Linked DNA regions of Macaca mulatta: region 2 is linked to region 1. Evidence: chromatin contacts called from public Hi-C data. All regions are on one chromosome and are shown on one strand. The core of a region is the stretch at or near the end of the contact, and the rest is flanking DNA. Distances in the headings are between cores, read along the strand shown. Region 1 holds the start of PFN2 (profilin 2). Region 2 holds the start of SERP1 (stress associated endoplasmic reticulum protein 1).

Region 1 (6,864 bases), core at 1,307-3,806:
GGCTTGATGTTAACAGGAAAGGCTGTGTGCTATGCCAGACAGCCACATTTCACTAACGTAAAACCAAGATTCGGTCTTTTCTTAATAATTACTTAATTCTATATAATCACATCTTTTACATCAGTTGATTTGATTTCAGTTAACGGTGTCGTCTCTTAACCAAGACCAGTCTATATAAAGAAACTCTAAATAATTGATAGTTGACACTAGACAAAGTGCAAACTTAAAGAGTTATTTATAAACTGTATTAAGTCAGCTGGTGCCTGAAAGTGTTCACGTAATGGTAAAAATTCAGCTATCAACTCTTTGAACACAGCTGGTCTATCATATTCAGTCCCATTACAGTAAATCATGTTTCATCACATTTAAAGTTGCTTCAAAGTCTCCCAAAATAAAGCCTGTTCTTTGATTTGTTCACTTCTCTGCTTGGAATAACTAGAAATATACCTGATGATATGGACTTCAATCCCCGAACATCAGTGCTCTTCCAAATTCATATTTCCCTCCTATTTTTCTAGCCACGACTCCTGTTTCTTTCCAACCTCCCTTCCCCTCCCATCTCAGTAATCAGTTTTCTTTCTGGGCAAACGCAAAGTGGATTCTGTCTACAGCACTGCGGTAGGCAATAGTAAAACAGAGAAAATGGAGGGAGATTGGGAAAGAAACTGAGGTAGCCACCAGAACCGGAAAGGAGAAAACGTGCATTCTAACATTCCATGAATAAGAAGGAAGGCGTCGCCCCCATCAGAACTGCAGAGTCATAGCAGGCCCCAGCCATTTCCAAGCACACTCCCGCAATCTTCCTCGTCAGACAGCGGGAACTCACACACAAAGACAAGAGGACTGCAGGAAAAAAGTTGATGACCAGATGCCAATTCCCTACAAGAATTGTAGTCCACTGCGGGTATACGAGACCTTAAAGTACTAGCATCAAGGACTGAGTTCTAAAGTCAGACTTTAAACCACGTTAAGTGGCAAAAGAATAATTAGCACCCATAATAGGGGACCTGAATTTTGGTGTTTAATGGGAAGTGAGCGTGGTGCTAAGAAATTAAAGGAATGGTCTCGTATTTAATACAATTACCATAATTTTAGAAACAGCCTTGGGCAGAAACAGGCAAAACAATAAGCTGGAGGCTTACTTGCAAATATTCCCCAAACATACTGCAACCAACTCAAAACCATCAAGTCTCAAGAAAATCAGGCAATGTGAAGCATAAAACTGCATTAGTTCCTTTACTGCCACCACTAAAGAGGGAGGGACTTGGAGAAGTGAAGTGTGCTCCTGGTCTTCGCAGATAATTGAAAGCCCCCGAAAAGCACCCCTTTTTTCAGCTATGTTGCGTAACTGGGGATAACCGTATATCGATGAATCTCCATATGAGAAGGAGAGAAATCAATGGCAGTTCGCCATCTTGGAGAATTAAAAAAAAAAAAAAAAAAAACAACCTATAGAGCTACAGCTGAAGTCGAGATTCACGAATCCACCTACGCGGTCGGCGCACATCTCTCGCAAGCCCCAGAGGCCTGGACATCGGCAAACCTACGCAAAGTCGCTTCGAGAATCCCGGGGGCCGGGTCGGGGCCACCGCCTCCCACAGCCGGAGGCGCGGGCGGCTAGCTGTCCGCCGAGCAAGAGGCGGCCAAGAAGCCTGGGGACCTCTACCCGGGGCCCGCGCTCCCCGGCCCGGATCCCCGACCCCCGCTTCCACCCCAGGACGTGCATAGCAAACCTCAGGGCTTCAAGAGAACCTAGGGGAACCGCACTAGCAGGAAAAAAGGAAACCCTCCCCTTGCCCTGGCTGGTGCGTGCCCCCTCCCCCAACCCGGGCACCTGGACCCACGCTGGGAACGCCGGGGACGCCCGGCGAGGGCCAGCAAGGAGTCTGGCCGCCGCCCCCGCTTGTCAGCGCAGCCCCGGGTGAGGGGGCGTCTCCGGGCCTCGGCCTCCCAGCCTGCCCGGCAGCCGCATCCTCGGCGCCCGCTGCCTAGCACACCTGCGGGCTCGGCCCTCGGTGTTCCGGCCCCGCGCTGCGGCGCCCCCGCGGCCCGCCAACCCCACTCCGGTGCAGGGACCAGGGTCCCGGCCGCCACTGGTCCTCACCGTAATGCTCTGAAAGACGCCCCCGGCCGTGGCTGCCCAGACGTATTTGGCGTCGCAGTAGCCGACAATGGCGGCCTCCTGGCAGCAGCCATCGCACATCAGGTTATCCACGTAGCTCTGCCAACCGGCCATCTTCGAGCCCTTCGCACTGCAGCGCGGACGGCGAGGAGCAGCAGGCGCGGCGGCGGCGGCGGCGGCGGTAGCGGTAGCGGGCGGCGGCGGCGGCGGCGGCGCGGGGGAAGGCGGGGCGGGGGCGGGGAGGAGGCGGCTCTGCGCAGGCACCGACCGCCCCCCTCCCCGAGGAGCCGCGGAGGGAGGACGCGGGTTCAGCGATGAGGGACGAACCTCAGAGCGCGCCCGGCCACCCGGCCGCCCGCAGCCGCGGGGCTGACTAACCAGCGGCGGGAGGCTGCGGAGCGGCTGTGCCGGTGGTGGTGGCGGCGGCTGCTCCTTACCGCAGCGCCCTTCGTTCTCCGCGGATACGGCGGGGCGTGCGCGCGCGCGTGCGTGCGATCCTTCCGCGGCGCCCTGGCACGGAGGGTCCCGGGAAGGGCGGGGGGAGACTGAGGCGGGGGCGCGGAGGGATACCGCCCCGGGACAATCACGGCCGCCACGTGCGGCAGGCGCCGGCCCGGCGCGGTGGCGTTGCGGCGGATGCCGATCTTCGGATCCCGGGCCGGCGGAGAGGGGTGGCCCCCGCGTCGCTCTCGGCACCCTAGGAACAGCAGCCGCAGGGACGCCTTGGAGCCCCGCGGCCGGGCCGCGATGTGCTTTTCTTCTGTGTCCGCTGCCCGGGATGCGGAATCTTGAGCCTTGGTGTCGGGTTGCAGAGTTGCCCTGGTGACGGGATGCGGAGCGTTTCCTCCTCTTTGTGGTGGGGGCGGCTGGTGGCAGGGTCGCCCACGCTAATCTCCGAGCCCCTAAGGGCGCCCTCTTTCCTGGAGCCCTTTTGCGCCTCGCCCATAAAGGCAGACCCGCGGGCGCGCGCCGGCAACCTGAAATCAGAGCAGGCGTCCGTGGCGCTCAGGCACCTTGCTGAGCTTCGCCGATCTTTCATTGTTGCTTCATTTGGGTACCAAGGGCCTCTCATTCTGTGGATTCTTTGCCTGGAAGAGCCCCCTTAGTGTTGCTAATCACGTGTGTGCTTAAATGGCTCGTAAATTCCGAACAAAACAAATAGCAACCTGTGTTACACTGTTTCTTGGTAACTGGGAAAGTTACTGGTGGCTCGAAGTATACGCAGAAAATACAAAGATTAAAAACTAGGGACGAGTTCACTGAATGAACACCATAACATTTCTGTTCTGCAGGGTAAAATAATTTCGGGACCCAGGTCTGGGCGAGATTTGCATTAACAAGGTAAATGGTGGGTGGAGTGCCTGAGAAGCTATTCGTATCGTCTTTGGTAGCCTCTGGGCACTAGGACTAGACATGGAATTAGGGGTCCCCCAACAAGGACTTCAATTTTAGGTTAATAGAAACCATCTGCCACTTAGGGAAAGCAAGCGCCAAAATGTAGATAAGTTGATGTTCACCCTTAAAGTTACCGGGTAAGGTCATGATTTGTAGGAGGATTAAGGCATGTATCTCTGGAAAGGGCAAGAACGTTGCTTTTAAAAGTCTAATTGGTTCTGAAGTTTGATGTTTTTTCTGCTGATTCCTTTAAAATGTTCGGCTACTAGAGAGAAAAAAGTACAGTAAAAGAACCCCCAAGTCGGAGACCTATCAGACTGAGAATATGTATTTTCTCATGTTCTAAAGATACAGAATACCTGTGTGGTGTAAAATGTGAGCCAAAAATTGTTTCATTTCTCTAAGTGTGCCTCCCACCTAATTTAATTACACTTAATTGTTCTTGTTTATAACTGCCTTTTATGGTGATGTTGATCATTTTAGTCCTTCGATCATAGCACTGTATCATCTTAAAAGCTAATAATAGATTACTTGTAACACAGGCTCACTATGTGAGAATTCATAAAGCTGTATGTACATTTATTATTGTACTCTTCATTGTATTTATAATTCAATAAATTGAAACAGTAAACAAAAAAGTAATGATGGAAAAAATAAAGTGATGATAACTTGAAGTATGTTGAATTTTTATTAATTTACTCTGAAGGTTTTAAAGTGTAATTTCTAGACGTTATTATCTTATTGTTATAGCCCAGAGTTGGAAGTAACTACATTCTTTTCCTATTCTTTTATTGTTGGCTTTAAACAGTGAAAGAATTGGACCAACAATATTTTCGAATGCAAATCTCAAAAGATTCTAAAACACATTTCTTGGGTAAAATATTCACAAAATTTAGAATTCCTGTCATTTTTCTATATTTTTCAAAATATAATTCATTTTAAATTACTGCTTTTCCAACATGATGTTATTTTTCTAGAATTGCAAACAGTAAAATTTAAACAACTGTGAAAATTCTGTATAATAGATTAAATTTTACAGTTTCAGTTTTTAGGTTATATATTCAGAGAGACTCCATTTGCTGTCTCCGTTTTCAATACTGTGATAAAGTAACCTTTTTGTTGGTTGGTTGGTTGGTTTTCTGAGATGAGACTCCGTTGCCAGGGTGGAGTGCAGTGGCGTGACTGCAACCTCCGCCTCCTGGGTGTAAGCGATTCTCCTGCCTCAGCCTCCAAGTAGCTGGGATTACAGATGCTTGCCACTACACCCAGCTAATTTTTTGCATTTTTGGTAAAGATGGGGTTTCACCATGTTGGCCAGGCTGATCTCGAACTCCTGACCTCGTGATTCGCCTGCCTCAGCCTCCCAAAGTGCTGGGATTACAGGCATGAGCCACCATACCCTGCCACCTGTGCTTGTTTTCTTTAGAGCCAGCTTCCTTGAATGCTGCTTTATTTTCCATTTGCATCTTTCTCTACTTTTCTGAGAGTAACTAATGGCTAGGATAATAATTGTAATATCTGGGCAGAAGTCTAGAAAAGTCGCTATGTTGTTGATACAAATATCCAGAATAATGTAGCCATTAACAATCAGTAGCATATTCAAGTTTGGAGTGCATTATTATGCATTCTTTCTAGAAGTATTTTATTCTTATCGAGTAAAGCAGAAACTGTAGTAAACCACATTCTTTAATGTGTGAGTCCAGTGGTGTCTGAACCACTTGAGTCCATGTAAAAGTCATTTGAAATTTTAGCAAAACTCAAACAAGAAATTATCTTTAAAATGTACACAACCTGATAATCACTGGGGACAGGATCTAAAACTACAGACTGTGATTACCCCCAAATTTAGTAAAACCATAATTAACCCTCTGTTATCTAAAGATTTCACCTGTATACTTCATTTCTGAAAAAAAGTATATTAATTATAAAAGCAATATGACAGCAATAAAGTTTAGAAAATGGCGAAAAATCCTTAATCCCACAAGCTAATACAAATATCTTTTGAATGTATTCACTCTTTTATTTATGAGTTTTACAGTAAAGAACAAGGAGGACTTATAATTCTGCATTTGGCCATTTTACCCTGAAATTCTGTGAATTTTTGCTTTTTATATTTTGAGGCTATTAGGAAAATGGACATTTAAATTGTTATATTTTTCCTTTCTGATGGATTTATTCTTTGTTATTTAGTAGTTACCCTCTTTATCACCAGTACTGCTTTTTGTCTTAAAAATTTTTGTCAAATATTAAACATCCCAGCTCTCTTTTTATTGGTGTTTACCTTATATAACTTTTCTCTCCACCACCTCTCTTTCAACTGTTCTCTGTCCTTTTTGTGTCTCATAAACTTCACACAGCTGGATTTTGTTTTTTAATCCAATATGGCAATATAACCTTTAATTGGCAAGTTTATTCCATTTACATTCGTTGTAATTATTGACATATATGTGGACTTGTTTGAACTAATTTTATTAGTCTCATTTTTTTTCTATGCTTTTTTCTTCCTTGCTTTTGAAAAATAGTTGGGGCATGTGTGTCTTATTCTTCTATATTTTTTTCAAATTTATGCTAACAATTTCTATTCTCTTAGTGTTACCCTTAAATTTTTGCCTTGCGTATTTAATACAATAAAGTTTTAAGTTAAATATCTTAAACACTACCCCTAGACAATCCAAAAACCTTAGAATGTTTTAAATCTGGGCACCTCTCTCCAGACTATCTTACACAGATGTTTGTTTATGTATGTGTGTATATATATGTACTTACATGTTTGTATTTTACTTACCATTCCTTTTCATATCTCAGATCATTCTATGATCATTTTTCTTTATTTCTAAAGTACATCTTTTAGAAGTTCCTTTAATAGAGGTCCTTGGTGAGAAACTTTATCTGAAAATGTATTTATATCACTTTCATCCTCTAACAATGGGTTTGATCTACAATGCAAAATGGACACTTGGAAGATGTTATTCGATTTCATTTTGGTTTTTGTCATTGCTGTTGTATCATATGGATGATTTGTCTCTTTTCCTCTGGCTAGTTTGGAAACTTTTTGTGTTTGCTCTTCTACAGTTTCACTATGATGTGTCTACTTTTGGGTTTATTTTATTCTACTTAGGAAAATAGATTTTTATCACTTCTGTGAAATTCTCAGTCACTGTCTCTTCAATTAATTCCTTTTTCTCAGTTCTCTTTACTGTCTTAGAGTTCAGAATACATATGTTTCTGTTTCCTCTTCTGTTCTCCGTATCTCTTAGCTTCTTTCATCTTTTTCATCTTCTTACTACTCTCTATGCTCTATTCTGGGTAATTTCCTCAGCTGTGTATTCCAGATCACTGTTCAAGTA
Region 2 (6,864 bases), core at 1,966-4,465, 580 kb after region 1:
CTGATCAATCATAACCTATAAAATCATATAACAAAGGGAAGACTAAAGACTGATCATTATCAGTAAATCCATTCAATTCCAGATGCCACTTTAGGCTGATGTGTCTAGGACCCTAACGGCATTTCGATCATTAATCTAGAAAAGCATTTCCAAACTAAGGATAACTTTGTAGTTGATGTGCCTTTTTTTGCTATTAAAAGTGCTATTTAACATGCTAAAATAAAATATCTTATGGCACATTGGACTCAACAGCATGTTCTAATGAGGCATCCATGTTTAGTAGTATTTTTCCCTAGAATTTTGTTTGGCATAGTAAACCCCTTTGATACATTAAAATAATTCTGGTGAAATCAATGTAACATAATAAATGTAACATAAACAAACCTTCCCTGATTGACTTCACTCCACCACGGCAGCTTTTAATGAAACCACAGTAACTGATTAGGTCAGAAAATGATCAAGTTTTTTCTATGGCATCTTGGGTTACTATACTCACTCATGCAAAATCCAAGGTAGTGTAATGGAAACAATATTGGTAAAATAGATGTTGTGGCTACAAGCATCTCCCTTTATATTAGACATTTAGAAGCTTTTAAAAAGTTTTGGATGCTAAAGGTTGTGGCAAAACTAGGCTGTGTAGTTGTTCGATTTATAAGCACCTTATTACAGGACAGTTACATGAACCTATAAGGGAGTGTGCTTTCAGTTCAAGAGTAATAAAGTGCCTAGCTATATAAAAACCACAAGACTTCAAATTGTAATTTAAGCTAACTGCATTTATACATTAGGGTTAACAAAATATAGACCCTGTCTATGCAGACTTAGACTAATTATTCATAGTGTTTTAATAACCACATAAAAAAACTTACTCTTAATTGACTGAATAAGTAGGGTCCACTACTGTATCTTAACAATCAAATTTTATTGCTTTATTCATGTGGTGTTTTTTGCAAGGCACTGTGGTATGGACTAGAAAACTTGGAATGACTCATGAAGAAACCTTGGAATGATACATGAAGCATGATAGGAAAGTCATTCTGAGGCAGGATGCTTTACTGAATTGTTTTCAACCAGGGTATCAAACATCAGGAATGAGTTCAAGTTAAAATTCACAGGAGAATGGAAACATCTTAAGGTCAGTCACTTCACATGCCCATCCTGATACTTTGAATAATCTGGAAAATTGCTGTAAAAAGAAAGAGCAAATATTAAAATAAGCTTTGAATAAAACAGGTCCAGTGACTAACAAATATTAATTAAGGTAGCTGAAGAATCCAAAGGTACTCTTACATTTGCAAATGGTACATAACTTCATTATAATAAGAAGTGACGATAGGCCTATTTGAACAAATAAAACAATGAAATGTCCCTGAGTTATTTTTTTTAATCTTAGCTTCGCTGAATTTTATGTCTAAGTATTACCAAGAGAACTTCCAGATAAGTAATCATTTTACAAAGAACTTAAAGCACCAAAGCAAACAGGTTTTTCCAGCATAGAATTATTTTGGTTTATCCCTAAATAATTAAGCATCCTTTTAAGGCCTGGCCTATAATACAAGCATGTTTCCTCATTCTCACAAAGCTGAAATTCAATAATCTTCAGGTTATATAAACTGCTTGGCTCTCAGCCATTTATCAGGAAAGTTTCCAATTGGTAAGTGCAAAAGAAAGGCAAAGTGAAACGTTAAACAGAAATCTCAGTAACTTTAGAAAGTGGAAAACCAACATCTACTTCAATATTAACAGCTTGCATATTAAGATGATAAACGAAGAGAAGAAAGACCTTTTTTTTGTAATCTATTTGCAAAGGCAAGTGTCTGTTACTCTGACAGCAGGCTGCCCTGACAATTTTTTTTAAACCATATGTCAAACGTTTCTTTTATTAACCTAAAAACATTTGACTCACATTAAAATGCCAATCAGGTACATTTCCTCTACAGTGAATCAATTCTTTGCACAAGCTTTACTTCATAAAATATACTCAATTTTGACATTAAGATATTAAATTCTGGTATATGTTAAATCAAGTGCTAACATCTGTATGTACATATTTATAAGTTCCTTTGCAAAGGCTGATAATGAAGCTAAAAAACATTCTAAATTATCATTCCGTTAGGTTTTGTCCGGTCGTACATTTATTCCAACTCGATCATTACCAAGACTTGACCTCCTTTCTGATCTCCTGTGAGTACAAATTAAGCTAGGAGAAGTTTCTGGAGCACTACCCTCTGTGCATATGTGGAACAAGTAATTTGGTTCAGATGAAACAGAATTATGTGGAGTCCTCTGCAGGTGGGTTGAGAACTACGCAGGTAGGACTCACTACTGACCGGTCACCACGTCATCCCAAACCCTTTCAACCCAAGACTCTACCTGATGGGAGCCCGCAAGACACTTACCAGAGCCACAGACAACAAAAATGAAGAGAGCCAATAACCAGGGTCCTACAGACGCCTTCTCTTCGGGGGCATTTCTCTGCAAAAGCGAAAATCCACCATTTCAGATGCAGACAAACCACTCGGACCCCAGGCTCCCACAGCCCCGGTGGCCGGTCCCCTCACCCACAGGTCTCCCCTTCGGTTCCCGAGCCCCTACAGTCTGGCGGCTCGCAGACTCGGGCCCCTACCCCTCCACAGCACAGCCCACAGTCGACCGGATCCGGGAGAAAACGCGACGCGGCCCCAGGGACCCCGACTGTGCCCCGGCTGCGGAACGCAGAGGGGCGACCGCTCTTTCCTTACCGAGGTCTTGGCGACGTTGCCGCGCTGGGTGATGTTCTTGCTGTGCTTCTCGTTGGCCATACGGATCCTCTGCTTGGCGACCATCTTCGCGGCGCCACCACCTGCCCCGGCCACCCCTCGGACTCGCTCGCTCGCCTGCCTCCTCTCGAGCCGCTGCGAGGCTCGGCTCGTGGTGCCCGCGCCGCCGGAGCGCCGAGGTTCTCAGGCCAGGCGCTGGCTACGGCCGCTGGGCCTGGGCGCGGCAAGCGCGGGGACTGAGCACAAGCCGGGCGCCGGTCGCCGACTGACTGGCCAAGCCTGGCGGGTGCACGGGAGGAAGATAACTGGCCGCCGGGTCGTTCTCGCACCGCAGTCGCCGCCGCTTTGGCCGCCGCCGGGAGCGCGGAGTGAAAGAGGAAGGAAACGCAACGCAACAACGGGAATGTGCAGCCCGCCGCCTCGATCTACTTTGGGTTCGGCTGCCAACGTCAGCACTAGGTGGGCTCCGCCCCGCGGAAGTGCGCGCCCCTCCTGCTAGAGAAGGAGGGCGAAAGCAGACGCACCCGCCCCAGTCCAGCCCTCCCAAGCTCGGTCAAGCGTCGCCCCAGATCTGTGCTTGCGCGTTCGGGCGCCTCTTCCGCGTCACTCCGCAACCGGAAGTGAATTGGCCCCGAGGCTGATGGCTCCGGAAACACCAGCTCGCTGTTTCCACGCAGGAGGAGACGTGTAGGGGCCGGGTTCGGCCCTCGTGAACTCTCACCCGAGCGGTTTCTTTTTCCGGGACAACATGGCGCCGTCCACGCCGCTCTTGACAGGTGAGTTCTGAAGAAGCAAGGGACTCTCTTTCTTCAGACTAGTTTCTTATTTTTGTCTTTGTCTTTGAGAACTACCCGAGGAGCCCGAAAAGTCTGATCTGCCTTTTCCTGTGGCTTGCGGAAAGGCCAGACTATCTCTTGGCTTTCTTGATATAGCGTGGCAGTCGGAAGTGAAGTCTCCGCCTCTGGGCTTTCGTATTCCCCCTCCCTTTCACTGATCCATCATTCTTGCCTGCGGATTCATCTTCTACAGGATAGAAGAAGGGGGAGAAAAACAGAATGTGCTAGTTGAATTTGTGACACTTGGGTCTGCAATACTGGTGTTACACGGGCCCTTGTGAAGTCATTTAGCTCTACAGTAAGGACAAAGACAAACAGAGTTAGTCCACTAGAATGACCACGCACATTAAATACACCTGGACTTAAGTAATTCCAAATTCTGGCCTGCCTTCCTTAATGGGGTTTGTAGTACTGAATAGGGAGAGTGGAGCTGTAATGCAGATTTCAAATGATGAAGGTGGGGTTGGAAGAGGATATAGCAGTGAGCATGATAGAGATATTCTAGCAACATTTTATTTTGAAATGGTTATGAGCATATTAAAAGTAGAACATTAGAGGACTTTTGAAATTTTGAAGCTGAAGACAGAGTGTGTAGTGTTGAAGAAGATAATAAACTTAGATTGGACAATGCTGGGGAAGTTGCTTTACTAGGTTGTGGCTAGGAGTATTTGCATGTGAGTATTATGTAAGGGAAAGAATTGGGAAGGAAAAGAAGGCTTTGGTTAAGTTCTGGTAACTATACAGAAGCAAAAAAGTCATTAAGAGAAACGTCTGCATTTGAGGAGGAAGGCCATTTCCTCCCTTTTCCCCCATCCCCTGAAAGGAACCTTAAGGGCCGGGCGCAGTGGCTCACGCCTGTAATCCCAGCACTTTGGGAGGCGGAGGTGGGCAGATCACGAGGTCAGGAGATCGAGACCACCCTCGCTAACATGGTGAAACTCCGTCTCTACTAAAAATACAAAAAAATTTAGCCGGACGTGGTGGCGGGCGCTTGTAATCCCAGCTACTTGGGAGGCTGAGGCAGGAGAATTGCTTGAACCCGGGAGGCGGAGGTTGCAATGAGCCAAGATCGCGCCACTGCATTCCAGCCTGGGCGACAGAGCGAGACTGTCTCATAAAAAGAAAGAAAGAAAGAAACCTTAAAACATTTTTGCACTTTTTGCCAGTCTACGTTTCTATTTCTACATTTTAAAATCTTTATTATTAAGCACCATGCCCACTGATAGTCTGTCTTCTACAGTTTAGTCATCATTTATCAAACGCTGGCTATAATGTGCTAGGTAATATGCTAGGCAGAGACTGTTGGGCAAAGTTACATAATAAATTTTTTTTAGGTTCGTAAAGGTAGCTTGTTATTCACAATTTTTAATACTAAATTCTTATTTGAACTCTAATGAAAACAATACGACATTTAAAAATCTGATAAATAACCTCTCCTTTAAAAATGCCTACAGTAGTTAGTTCCTCACTGCTTACAGGGTAAATTCCATCCCACGTAGCATAGGGTATGTAACCATTTATAATCCTTGAATTGCTCTTGAGACTCATTTATTTCCTTGCTATCCCATCCTATTTTGTACTCCATCAATACTGAACTGCTTGTGAGTACCTTTGAACAACCTGTTTCTTCAGTCTAGTACTATCCTATGCCTCTAGTTGATTTGGCAAACTCTTTATCATCTGTTGAAATTAAAATTCATTTTAGATATCATTGCTCTGTGAAGCCTTTCCTCACGCTACCCAGATAGAGTCAGTCACTTCCTGGGCTATTTTTGTACCTTAAGTATATTTGAAATTTTGTTTCACTTGCTAAGTAGGATAATTAGACATTCACTTGCCTTTCTCCCCTGCTAGACTGTGAGTCCTTCAATGTCAGGGACAGGGTCTTATTCATATCTGTCTTCTCAGTACTAGTGCAGTGCCTGGTAGACAATAGATACTCTAAATCAGGGGTCCCCAACCCCCCAGGGCCAGATTGGTACCGGGCGAACATTACCACTTGAGCTGCCCCTCCTGTCGGATCAGTGGGGGCATTAGAGCCTCATAAGAGCGCAAACCGTATTGTGAACTGTGCATACAAGAGATCTAGGTTAGATTTATCTGTTTAGACTATCCTTCTAAATGAAGGATAGCCACTTTATAGTAAATTAACCAAGGATGACAATTGTCTTACAGTGTTTAAAATGAGGGAATTTGTAAGAGCTTAAATGTTGTCTGTTCAGTGTACTCTTCGTATTCTCATATTCTTAGAGGCCCAGAGAGATTAAGTGGTCAGATTCATGCTGCAGATTGGCAGGATTAGGATCATACTTATTCAGATTGCTCAACTCTGTGGTCCATTTTTCTTTCACTAGAACAAACTGTTTAATCTTTTAAGCATTTTCAATGTACATATTTCATTCAACAGTAGATTATTTTACTTCCAAGATCTTTTGTTAAATTTAGACTCATGGGATTTTAGAGATATGAATAGCTTGCAGATTAGCCAGTAAATTTTGTTAACCCCAACTCTTAATTGGGAATGACAAGCCAAAGCAGGTGAAAAAGGAATTTTTTTTTAAACTCATATAACCTAAAAGCCTCACTGCTGCTAGATCCAGATACTCACATGCTTCAGAAATCTGTTTTTCTTTCTTTCTTTCTTTCTTTCTTTTTTTTTTTGAGACAGAGTTTCACTTTTGTTGCCCAGGCTGGAGTGCAATGGCGTGATCTTGGCTCACTGCAACCTCCACCTCCCAAGTTCAAGCGATTCTTGTGCCTCAGCCTCCCGAGTAGCTGGGATTACAGGCATGCACCACAACACCCAGCTAATTTTGTATTTTTGGTAGAGATGGGGTTTCACTGTGTTGGTCAGGTTGGTCTTGAACCCCTGCCCTCAGGTAATCCACCGGCCTCTGCCTCCCAAAGTGCTGGGATTACAGGCGTGAGCTACCACGCCCGTCCAGAAATCTGTTTTTCTTCATCTCTAGGCTCTTGCTTTCCTCCAGATTAAATTCATCTTTAAACTGACATTCAACCAAACACCCAGCTCCAAAGGAAAGAACACATTTTTGCCAGTAGTCTCAGCGAAAATCTCAAGGCTAACTGCCTTTGACTTTGCTTGGCTCATCTTTGTATCAGTCAACTTTTAATCATGTAGTCAGGACTAAATTATATTCTCACTCCTGGATACTCCTCAAAAGAAAATGAGAGCCTCCTAAAGAAGAGGAGCTGGGTGCTAGGCACATAAAACAGCAATGTCCATTATATGAAATTCACATTGTCTAATC

What was found. Hi-C and Micro-C count contacts between places; a contact is called where the count stands out from the background.
Region 2: a Hi-C map of fetal cortex germinal zone shows a contact between it and region 1, with 7 times the contacts expected there. The contact joins the promoter of SERP1 here to the promoter of PFN2 in region 1. A contact is called at or near these places in 2 of 14 Hi-C or Micro-C datasets (fetal cortex germinal zone and fetal cortical plate).

Annotation. Positions count from the first base shown.
Region 1 is chr2:52,992,047-52,998,910 of T2T-MMU8v2.0, forward strand. It overlaps PFN2 (profilin 2), which reads right to left and starts at 2,557. Exons shown (of 4, transcript XM_015131794.3): 1 at 2,105-2,557. The coding sequence starts at 2,236.
Region 2 is chr2:53,570,716-53,577,579 of T2T-MMU8v2.0, forward strand. SERP1 (stress associated endoplasmic reticulum protein 1) reads right to left here and starts at 3,216. Exons shown (of 3, transcript XM_015131801.3): 1 at 2,742-3,216; 2 at 2,400-2,475; 3 at 1-1,186. The coding sequence starts at 2,825. The coding sequence ends at 1,146. It overlaps EIF2A (eukaryotic translation initiation factor 2A), which reads left to right and starts at 3,492. Exons shown (of 14, transcript XM_015131799.3): 1 at 3,492-3,535. The coding sequence starts at 3,508.